Regions from separate parts of the Gossypium hirsutum genome. Here region 2 is linked to region 1. A link is a contact called in public Hi-C data. All regions are on one chromosome and are shown on one strand. Each heading gives the region's core, a stretch centred on a gene start, on an enhancer-like site or on the middle of the called end of the contact. The rest is flanking DNA. Distances are from core to core; before and after follow the strand shown. Region 1 holds the start of LOC107949484 (pentatricopeptide repeat-containing protein At1g77360, mitochondrial). Region 2 holds the start of LOC121210909 (cyclin-A1-1).

Region 1 (5,694 bases), core at 2,339-4,838:
ACAATTTTATTTAAAATTTTAAGCAATACACTATTATAAAGAACTAATTTAACAAAGAATATACTTCATAATTATGAATATTGTTATAAAGGTTAAAATAAAAAATAAAAAATTATTTCTACTAAAAACTTAGTTGTTATAACTAAATTTTATTATAACAAGTAGTTGTTATAAAAATTACTGACTATACGAAAATCTTGTAAGAGTTGATACACAACTGTACAAGATGCTATTGGGTGAAGGAGATTGAAACATGCTGAAATTTTTACTAAAATAAAATTTAGATTATATTAATTTAAGACCAAAACACTCATGGTATTCACAGCTTTCAATGCAGCTTCAGTTCATGCATGTAAGGAACGGTTAGCCAATATATGGTATTTACGAACATATGTTTTAGTTTTTGACACACTGGTGATATAATCTCACAAAAATCCCAATACAAACAAAGATAATGAAAAGAAAATGAAAGCAGTAAAAGCCAATATATGGAAATTTTCAAAACCTAAAAACCATTACACATAATCTCAAAGAAACAATGGAAGAAAACAAGTTATTGCATGAGTGACTTCATTTCCTCTCCCATTGACATTGCAAAACGGGCAAAAATCACATAATCAGGTGATAGATTTCACAAATCTATCTGACCTAGAATTCCCCAGACTCAGTATTAACAGTGAAAGCAGCATATATGATTCTTTGCTTTGCCTTAACTTCTGATTTCTTTCACATCTAAAACACAAGAACTTAGCAAGTACTTGCACTGAGAGGGCTGATTAGTTCATTTACCTCTTGAAAGAACCCATGGCATCAAGAGACGCCAAACGTGCTCTTAACAGCCCGTGATATCCATATGCATGCCTAAAAAACAATGCTAATCCACTTCCTCTGTTTTTATCGATTACCAATGTATAGACACAAATTGAGTCAAACCTGCTTCTTACTCCTGCTTCCAGCTACATATTCTCCTTCTTGTATTCTGTCTTTCTCTGAATATCAGAGTTTTCGGAAACATCTCATATTTCATTTCAATAGATATTTCATTTCTTAGACCTTCAAATAAATGTAAACGGTTACATATATTAATAATAGTAATAATAATAATAAAAGTCATGACAATAACTGTGTCCGCTTGAAATATCAGCAAGGTTTGGCTTTGAAGCACAAAAACCATGCCGGTTCTCAAATTATGAAAACTTGAATTGCTGTGACTAAACTCCTGAATCAGCATATGATGCATAAAATGAATTTTATGACATGTGCACCACTAACAGAGCATTACCATTCTTAGAAAGCAATAATGAATGAACCATTCTTTTAAGTTACAAATCGGGTTAACATTTTCCCGTAGCTGGCAGTGTATACAGCGAAACCTATGGAGAGTTTGATTCAGTTACTTTCACGTCCACTAGTGAGGCAAGACTGAAACCTTTTGGAAGAGAGTGAAAACAAAAGAGAAGTGCAAAAGTGTTCTTTCTTTTTACATGCGTCAGACCAGAAAAGTTACCTTAATTCCATGAGGTAATCAGGTATTCCAATTCCATCAATTCAGCATTCTCAACAACTAAAAAGGAAGAATTCTTCAATCACACAAAGGCTCCTTAATGAGGAGGTTCATTTTCTCTTGAAGAAATTTGAGCACGTCTTCTCTCCCTTCTTTTATAAGCAATTGCTTTAACCTCCCAAATGTTGGACCTGAGGGCTGAATGCCCTTTTCTAACATCTCTTCTAGTAAAATACAAGCCTTAGCAGCATTGCCCTTCTCACATAATCCATTTATGAGAACTGAAAATGTGTGCATGCTAGGGATAAACTGCTTCAATTTCATGTACTTCCATACTTTAAATGCCATGTCTAACTCATCTCTCTCACAAAACATCTTTATCATTATTGTATACGTGTCTGCATCTGGTTCACATTCTTTGATCATCCTGCGGAACACCTTAAAAGCTTCATCAGTTTCTCCACGACCTATCAAGCTGTTGAGAATGATATTGCAAGTTCTTGCATTTGGTGTCACACCCTTAGAATCCATCTCGTTTAATACCCTATACACATTCTTTAATTTGTTTACTTTACAAAAAGCACTAATCAGAGCATTATACACAACCACATCTGCCTTGATTCCATTTCTTTCCATCTCTAGGAATGCGTCAACGGCATCTTCAATTCTGTTTTCTATCCCATAAGTATGGACCAAAACGCTATAAATAAATGAAGTCGGCCTGCAACCATTAGAATCCATTTCCCTAACAATTCCAATTGCTTCATCCACTCTGCCAGCTTTGCATAGAACATCTACCATTATACCATAAGTCACAATATCCGGGTCACAACCCATATCAACCATCTCTCTGTAGATCTCCCTAGCCTTTGGCAAATTCGGAGCACGACCCCATCCTTCAATCAAAATACTATAAGTTTTTGAGTCTGGCACAAAACGATCTTTCATTTTATCAAAAATCTCTTGCGCTTTCCTCACATTCTTAGTCTTACATAAAGTACTCAGTAAGGCATTAAATGCTGCTAAATTTGGTGGCACACCGTACTTCTCCATGACATTAAAAGCATAAACAGCTTCATCCACCTTTTGAACCCTTGCATACTTTCTCATGATAATACAAAACGTTTCAACATTCAACATGCTCTTGTTCTTCATCGCATTCACAAGATTCCACATGATTTGATACTGCCTAATCTTAGCCAAAGATCCAATCATGGTATGGTAAGCCCTAACAGTGTGCATATAATTCCGCTGCTTCTCTGCCCATTCAAAAAATCTATAAGCCAACATACCAGCATTCTCGAACCGCTTAAGAACATCCTCTGCTACCTCCGGCGAAACCCGTAACCCACTTTGATCAAGAGCTGTATCAAGCACCACTGGAGAGGATGACATCATGATTTTACAAACTTTTTTGCTCGTAACTGAAACATCTCTCGTTGGTTCACTTGAACAATATCTTCTCACCAGCGTAATACATCCCAACATTTCACGAGAGTTGTAAACTTTGACCATTTTCATTTCTGAACTTCAAATACGAATCAGAATTCACCCTAAGTACAACAAACAAAACAAACAAAAAAACCAATATTATAGCATTTTAAGCCATTTTCGATATACAGAGATTCTTTTTTTTTTTTTTAATTTCTTTCACTTTTATCAATTGTATATAGAAAATAACGCTATTGCTAAGTAACACGCCCCTACCCCCCCCCCAAAAAAAAGAAAACACGAATTTAAGCTAAAAAGCCGACCAACCTGCTGATCAGATACCCTCTGAATCTATCTGGCTCAAGTGCATTAACAGAGTCAATAAGACCATCATAATCCCGAACAACCTAGTAATTTAAGCTAGAAAAAATCACTTAAAAGTCTTCTTGAAACGATCCACCTTATCCCGAAACAAAACAAAAGAGAAGGAATCAAAAGAGAAAACAATGATATCACACGAACATAAAATCAAACAGTTGGTCGGCAATTGGGAATGCTGAAAGAAAAACCCAAAAGGCGGACCTCGAGAGATTCAGCTATAGGCGCTAGTCCATTTAAATGATGTCGTTGAAGGCCTGAGAAAATAGCAGGTTTGGTTTTGTACGGGCGTGGGCTTTAAGTTGAGGGAGGGATGTAGGATTTAGTTTTTCAATTCGTAAAAATTTGATTTAAGTGGACCTATTAATCAACCCAATTCGAACATCACAATATCCAACTTCAATAGTTAAAACTTTTAAGGGTAAACTAGAGTAGTAGTCATGAGAATTATTTTTTTTAACTAAATATAAAAAATTATAAAATAATCACACAATTATTAGTAAATTTTTTATTAAGTCATTCAATAATAAAAAATTATAAAATAATAATTTAATTATTTAATTTTGTCCTTTTAGTCACCAACATGTTAACTGTGGCAACTTGTAAAATTAAATAATAGTAACTTTTACCCTTAACATTTATACACAATATAATTTAGTCTTTTTTACAGTTTTACTTTTCTTTATGATCATTTTACCTAAATGCTAAAAAAAATAAATTTATCAACTAAATTTGATTGAAAATAAACAAAAAGAAAAAATAGAAATACCACAAATTCAAAAAAATAATTTTCAACTTTTCTTATTCTTTTAAAATTAACCATCAATATCACAAAACAAAAAAAAACTACAAAAAAAAGACCAAATTACACAATGTGTAATGGTTGAGAGTTAATTTTTTTAGAATCAAGATTAAATTGACATAATTTATACATGTTGAGAGTTAAAGTTACTATTATGCCAATTTTAAAAGTTGTCATCGTTAGCCAGTTGGTAACTAAAAAAGACAAAATCGAATAATCACGTGGCTATTTTATAACTTTTCATAGTTGGATGATAAAAAAAAATTACTCATAATTGGGTAACTACTATTACAATTTACTAATGAGCATTAAAACCATCGAAAATAAATTCCTATAACAAGATAACACTAAATAGCAGTATAGAGTAGTAGGGTCAAATCCACAGGAACTGGCTATCCAATTTTTTTTTCTCATGACCAAAATCACTATCACGATCACAGTCATGCCCACAACCTGTGCGTAGTAATGCTGAAAAATGAAAAAAGGGATTTTAATTGATAAAGATAATAAAATAAGCAAATACGTAATGAAATAAAATAAAAATAAGAACAGATTCAAAATTTCATAAATAAATTTAAGCAAATAAAATAATGAGTGAATAAAATATTTTTAAGCTTAGTCTTAGCCTCGGTACACCCTGAACTTGAACTGATCCTTGAAAGAAGGTTTTTCTTTCCAATCGATAAGTTGGTTATAGCGGTCAAGGACGCCTCAAACCACCAACTTTTTCTCTTGTAGTCGGTTCTAATACGACCAGTAAATTGACCCTTATCGAATTTCTAACCACATAACATGTACCCTAATTTAAGACTTCGACAACCTTACAATCTGAAAAGCCCAACTCGAATTAACAACCTCAACCGTATGGGTCGTTTAAATCTGATCACTATCTCCCTTGGCGGAATCCAATTGGCTTTTCCCACCTGAACACGCCAATTTGTTCGCGGGATTTTGAATACAGCACGGCCGACCCAACTTTCCAATTGTATTTCAAACGATTCCAACCCAACGTGCACTTTTTGAATTGAAATCGAATCAAATTTAAGGGACGAATTTGTACTATCACATATACTGGAGAGATAGCGAATACCGAATTGCAAAGTATTTAGTTTGGGTTCATATCTCGCGATTATTTTTTCGGAGTGATAACCGGACTAAGGCTAAAATGAACTTAGTTAATCATGAAATAAGTCATGCTAGATGGAGTATGGAAGTGACTTTGAATGGAAACTATGGAAAGTGAAAAGGGGAAAAGGCTTGGAAGGTAAATAAGCCAAAATGTTGAAAGTAAAAGAAAGAAAAATAAAATTGCAGAATGATGCACTGACACAGTAAATGAAAGAAAGAAAAGAATTTATTAATGTCAAAAGCTAAGTGTGTTCAGTTGGTTATAGCCACTAGGTATTTATACATACTTCTAGTGCTAAAATTTAGCTAGATTTTTCCTAAACATTATCACTAGATAAATCAAAATTTAAAAACCAAATTTAAAATAAAGATCAAATTTAAACTAATTACAAAATTTTAACAATATCAAAAATAATTTGATCTTTATCCAACCAATTTCAAATCTTCAATC
Region 2 (5,769 bases), core at 1,519-4,018, 270 kb after region 1:
TTATGTTGATTGTATTTCTCCCTGATTGCTGGCAAAGTAGAGTTGTTGTTACAGCATAATCTATGAAGATCCTTAACACAGTCACATAGATCAGATGGCTTGTAAAGAGTGTAATGCTGCAAGGTTGAATTCTGTACACCATAATAGATGGAGATTAGACTGAATATATCATATATATTCAGGCTCTTTTACTTTTTTCCAAAATACATGTATCTAATACATATTAGGAAATGATATATATTCGTATCAGTCCGGGTAAAAAAATAGTCATATGTGCTCTTTGAAGAAGTTGCATGGACATACCCAAGGTTTCTTCGAAGGAAGAAGAATGAATTTGGCCAGGAAAATTGCAGAAGCAGCGATAAGTGATGGAGCATGACAAAGCATACTGTACTCTAGGAGAGAGAGTTCAGTGATATAGTTGGCCATGCACTCTAATTGCATTAATGGAACCTAATCACAAACCACCACAGGAATGTTATTTTGAATATAACAAAGCGGGAGCCAAATGATGAAGCAATGATAACCCAAAGACAAATTACCTCAATGATCCCTTGAGCAGCTCGAACAAACCGTCTGAAAACGAAATGGCATATTATCAATGAGCACTAGTTAATACAAGGAAGGGAAACTTGTACATTCAATAATGATGAGCTTTTGGCAATTTTACCTTAAGAAACATTTAGCTGTTGGGGCAGTCATTTCAAACTTCAAGTAATTCAAAACAGAAGATTCCATTTCTATAACCTCCTCTTTGAAATATGTATTATCAGTGATGTAGCAGAACTCCTCCACCTGAGAAGCGCAAATCTCCTCATATTTTCTGATGGAATTGAACACTGTAATGTTAACAATGTATCCATCCATGGAAACATCTTGCAGATGAAAAAAGTAAAGAAACAAAATAAGGGAATGTCGTTTTTCTTACGCTGCAATCATCATGCAGGCAACACCAAGCAACTGTAGGCGTTGCCTGTTCATCATATTCCCTGAAAGATACCGATCTATGTAGTTCACTGTCAAATATAATGTATCTGGTACAAGCCTGTACTCTTCAGACACCTGCAAGTAAAAATTGAAAGTCTAGACTTAAATAAGGTGATAGCAAAGAGTCTATGTTGTTCGGACTCTTTATTTCTCACGTGTATTGGATTCTAAATAAACATAAACTTTATAAGCAGACAGAAAATTTACTTCTACAAGCCAATCAATTAGAATTGCACGCATGTTGGAATTTATGTCTTTCTGAATTCTCTCCGTGAAGTCAGTGGAAGGTCTTTTCTTCACCTGAAAACCAACAGAAATAAGTTTAGGAGAAATCCAAGATGACAGACCTATACAGGCACACAAATGAGAACCAGAACCACAGCCAGAGCTTTCCAATCCAATCAGGACAAACCTCAGATGCACGTAGGTGCTTGTAAATATCACAAGCAAATGTTGCGCAAAGCTGTGGATCCATGTAATTGTCATCAACATCAATTATCTTATCATCCATTTCCATCTCTGCAACTGCATCTCTATTGCATATATTCCCTGCAAGTACAACAGTAAGAAATGATTGTTTAACCAAGGCAATTGTTTAGAAACTAGCTTTCTTTTTGCACTGGATACTGAACCTGGTGCTTCAACATGGTCCGAAATGTAGAGATTTCTGAACGTCTTTCGTTCAATCGAATCAACAGCCGTAACATCATGATTGTCCATATATTCAACTTCAGGACTTTTGAAAGAATCACAGGTAGACATTGTCTCGTCCATGGAAACTGATAAGCCATCTGATTTGCTAGGCGAAACCTCCATGGTAGATGGTGGAGGAGGGATGGTGGAGATAGTAGCAGGAGGAGGGGGCAAGGCCACTTCATTTCCTCTTGGAAAAGATGTGACAACCTTGGGAGGCGGAACTGAACCGGGTTGTACATGTGTTGAAGGTAAAACATGCCCTGAAAAACCTACATTTTTGTTATCAGGCATTGTCTTCCTGGTCTTGGGGACTTTGTTTGAACATGGTACCTTCAAATTCAAAAATCAAGAATCAAAAGCTGAAGCACCCCAAGAATATTATCAATATGAGACATAGCGTTAAAGGCGTTAAAATATGAACAGACACAGATGCTAAGCACTGTTTTCAATTGGATTACAATGTAACTAAAATGCGTAATAAGAAATCAAAAGAGTTGCAAATTTGTAAAAGAAAAAAAAAACATTATGACTACAAATTACAAGAAATATCAAATTTGCTGCTCAAAATTCTTTACCTGACTAAAAATTACTTAGAAAATGAAATAAAGGCAACCCAAAATTGGTCTGCTCATAGTTCTTTTTAATTAACGTAAAATCAAGTTCTTGATATAACTTTGAAGTCCCCATCAAATTCAAAGAACAATGTAACTCCTACATTGCCTCTTAAAACAAAAATCCGGAAACAATGAACAAGAAACAAGAAAAGAGAGAAGAGCATAAGACCCACCAAAGAAGAAGCCGAAACGGAGCTTCTTGAGGTGTTCTTCTGGTTAGAAATGTTACTAAGAGGGACTCTCTTTTTAGGCATAGAAGCCATGACTTTTCCGACGTTATCCGAGGACGATGCATGTCGTTTGGCCAAAGACGACGTCGTAGAGGAGGAAAACGACGATCGCCGATTACCATTTTGCGTCGACATATTGCAGCTTTCTTTGTTGGAAAGAGAGTAGCAAAGAAAGCCGTGGTTTCCATTTTTATATTTTTCTTGAACATCCTTTTGAGGCGGGGAAATGGGGTGATTTGAAATGTCCAAACATCCTGGCCGTTGCTTCCACTCGATAATCGTTAGGAGCGTAAAATGTGGGGGCCACTTCATTTTAATTTTTGGTCCTTGTTCAATTTAAAAAACGACACGTGAAAATACCATGGTTCGGGGGGTTTTGGTCTTTCAACCCCATTGAAAGCATAAGTCAGAGCTGGGTGTATTAGGTTACAGGTATTTTTTTTGAATTCAAATTTCAAACTGTCACAAGATCTGTCGCCTACTGCAAATTTGAATAATTGAACTTTAGCAGTTATTTTTACATAAAAAGTAGACAATTATCAAGTAACTACAAATTTATTCTTTTATTTTATTTTAGACTGAATAATCTTACTCTTCCTTCTAACAACATTGATTATAATGTTTTTTAAATATAATTTTATAATATTTTTTTAAATTAGTTCAATTCATCAAATATTTGTTAACCCTTAACAAAAATTAAACTTTTTGCCTCACCCGCATTTATTTAGTTTCAAAATAATAAAATTTAAATTCAATTTAACCCATAACCTTCACTCATTTTATCATTTTGATCCTTATTCTTTTTTTTTGGGTTGTTTTGACACTCAACTTTTAAATTTTAGTCAAATTGCTTGATTTTTGACAAAAAAATTAATTAAACTGTTAAAATTATAACAAAATTGATGTGACCACGTTTAATTCATAAAAAAATAAAATAAAAGTTAATAAAAAGATATTTTAAAAATCAATAAATTTCAAAGAGTTTATAATAACTTTTAGAAAATTTATTCATATTAGTAGTAAAGCATTGTTAAAATGTTAACAATTCAGTTAGTTTTTCTGTCAAAAAGTAAAAAATTTGACTTAAATTTTAAAGTTAAGGGTCAAAATGATAAAAATAAAAAATAAAAACCAAAATGATAAAATAAGTAAAAGTTAGAGATTTATCTTAACATCGATTTTTTTTTTAAACGGAAAGTTTCAACTAAAAATGCTTATCATTTTTATTTTAATTTTGGGTCCTCCCTCGTATGGAAAGATTTGCAATGGAAATCCACTTTTTGAGTGGAATCAAATGCTAGTGATGTTGATGTTCATTAAGATGCCAGGGCACGCCACCGGTTTTGTGCTCACATACCTCGTAAAAATCTGAACTTATTGTACACGAAAATAAGTACATATATAAATAGTTTAGGGTGTTGTGTTTATTAATTTTAAAATATTTTTATTTTAATTTAATCTTTTAATAAATAAAAAATTATATAATTATAAAATATTTTTTAAAAATATTTAACTAATTATATTAATGTTATTTAATTTTAAAAACATTTTTAAAAAAATATTTAACTAACATATTAATGTTATTTAATTTTAAAAATATTTAATATTAAAACAACGCAAAAATTTATCAAGGTTTGAATTTTAATATTAATTTATTATAATTTAAATAATATTGGAAACAATATTGTTGGAAAGGGCAATTACATATCTCCAAAAAAAATAATTTTCATGAACCATATAACGGATATAGGGGAAATTAACCATATATGCCACTGTTTTTTTTTAATTAGGCTTATAAGCTCTCTTTTTTTTAAATTTAGGAAAATAAATCGTTTTTAGAGAGAAACAAAAAGCACGTCTAGCTGGCCGCGCTTTTCCCAACGGTCAAATCTAACAACATTTTCAACGTTGGCCGTGTAACGGTAAAAAAATTAAAAATAGGGGCAACGGTCAAAATTTTTTTACCCATAAAGACCTCCAAAATTTTTTTTTCACTCACATCCTATTCTCTCAATTGTTCCTAATCTCCTAACTCTAACAAGTCTCTCAATTTTCTCAAGTTCCTATTCTAAATTTTTTGATTTTCTCTTTTAAAAAAAATTAGTTTTTTTTAATTATTCTTGTTTTATTCGTTCGGATTATATTTTCATGAATGACAACCTCTCTAATTCAATTCGACGACAATCACATTTTCGCCGCTAAAGCAGTAATGGTAAGTTGAAATTTTAATTTTCGTTATTTTTTATTAAGTTAATTTAAATTGTTTTTTAATTTAAAAATATTTTTTCGTTATAAATAGGCAGATGATCATGTTTTGGAGGCGTTCATACATAATTTGGTAAAGCCTCCAATCACCAAAATTCGTGGTTACTTGCAAGAGAAAGGATCCTTACATATGTCTTATATGCTAGAGGGCTGTAAACTCGATCCTAAACTCATCAACACGTTGGTGGAAAGATGGAGGCTCGAGACATACACTTTCCATTTTCTATGCAGCAAGTGTATAATCACACTAGAGGATATGGTGTTACAATTCGATCTGCCGGTAGATGGGCTAGTCGTCACAGGAGCAGTGATCGTTCCCAATAAAGAGAATTTCTTTGTGACATTATTAGGGACGATCTTAAACAAGTTTAAAGGTGGTCAAATATCGACGAATTGGTTGGAGAAAGATTTCGAAAAGCTTCCTCCGCAATAATACGCTCGAGCAATCATCATTCAGTTAATCGAAGGTATTTTAATGCCCGATAAATCTTAAATTTTGGTGCACGTAAGGTGGCTATTACACCTAGTAAACTTCAAAGAATGTAGAAAACTAAGTTTAGGATGCCGTGTTGGCCATGTTATACTGGGAGTTGTGTCGAGCCATAGAACTAGATAAGAATTCAATCAGTGATTGCCTACTCTTGCTGCAGTCGTGGGCTTACTGGCGGCTACCATTTCTACGTCCTCGAACGAACGACCTATACATATTTTTGTTGGTGACAAGGTAAAAATCATTTATTAATAAATATGTAGTTTATATAATAAAATTTTTATTTATTATATGTTTGAACTAATAAATCGCTTTTACAAGTGGAATTTGAGGCTGAGTTATGTGGGACTAATCGAGGAGTTGGAAGATAGTAGGATGTTATTAGATCAATGCTCGGAAGCCAATATTAGTTGCTTATTCTTTCGAAACTATATTAATTACGCAATGATTTGTAAAATAAAATTTTGTAAATAATGAAATTTACAAT

Evidence for each region. Hi-C and Micro-C count contacts between places; a contact is called where the count stands out from the background.
Region 2: a Hi-C map of leaf shows a contact between it and region 1, with 2.1 times the contacts expected there. The contact joins the promoter of LOC121210909 here to the promoter of LOC107949484 in region 1. A contact is called at or near these places in 2 of 34 Hi-C or Micro-C datasets (hypocotyl and leaf).

Annotation. Positions count from the first base shown.
Region 1 is chrA02:57,863,211-57,868,904 of Gossypium_hirsutum_v2.1, forward strand. It overlaps LOC107949484 (pentatricopeptide repeat-containing protein At1g77360, mitochondrial), which reads right to left and starts at 3,589. Exons shown (of 2, transcript XM_041086117.1): 1 at 3,263-3,589; 2 at 1,027-3,057. The coding sequence starts at 3,025. The coding sequence ends at 1,583.
Region 2 is chrA02:58,130,795-58,136,563 of Gossypium_hirsutum_v2.1, forward strand. LOC121210909 (cyclin-A1-1) reads right to left here and starts at 2,769. Exons shown (of 10, transcript XM_041082850.1): 1 at 2,471-2,769; 2 at 1,620-2,013; 3 at 1,400-1,536; 4 at 1,195-1,287; 5 at 929-1,062; 6 at 671-823; 7 at 543-576; 8 at 304-453; 9 at 1-131. The coding sequence starts at 2,662.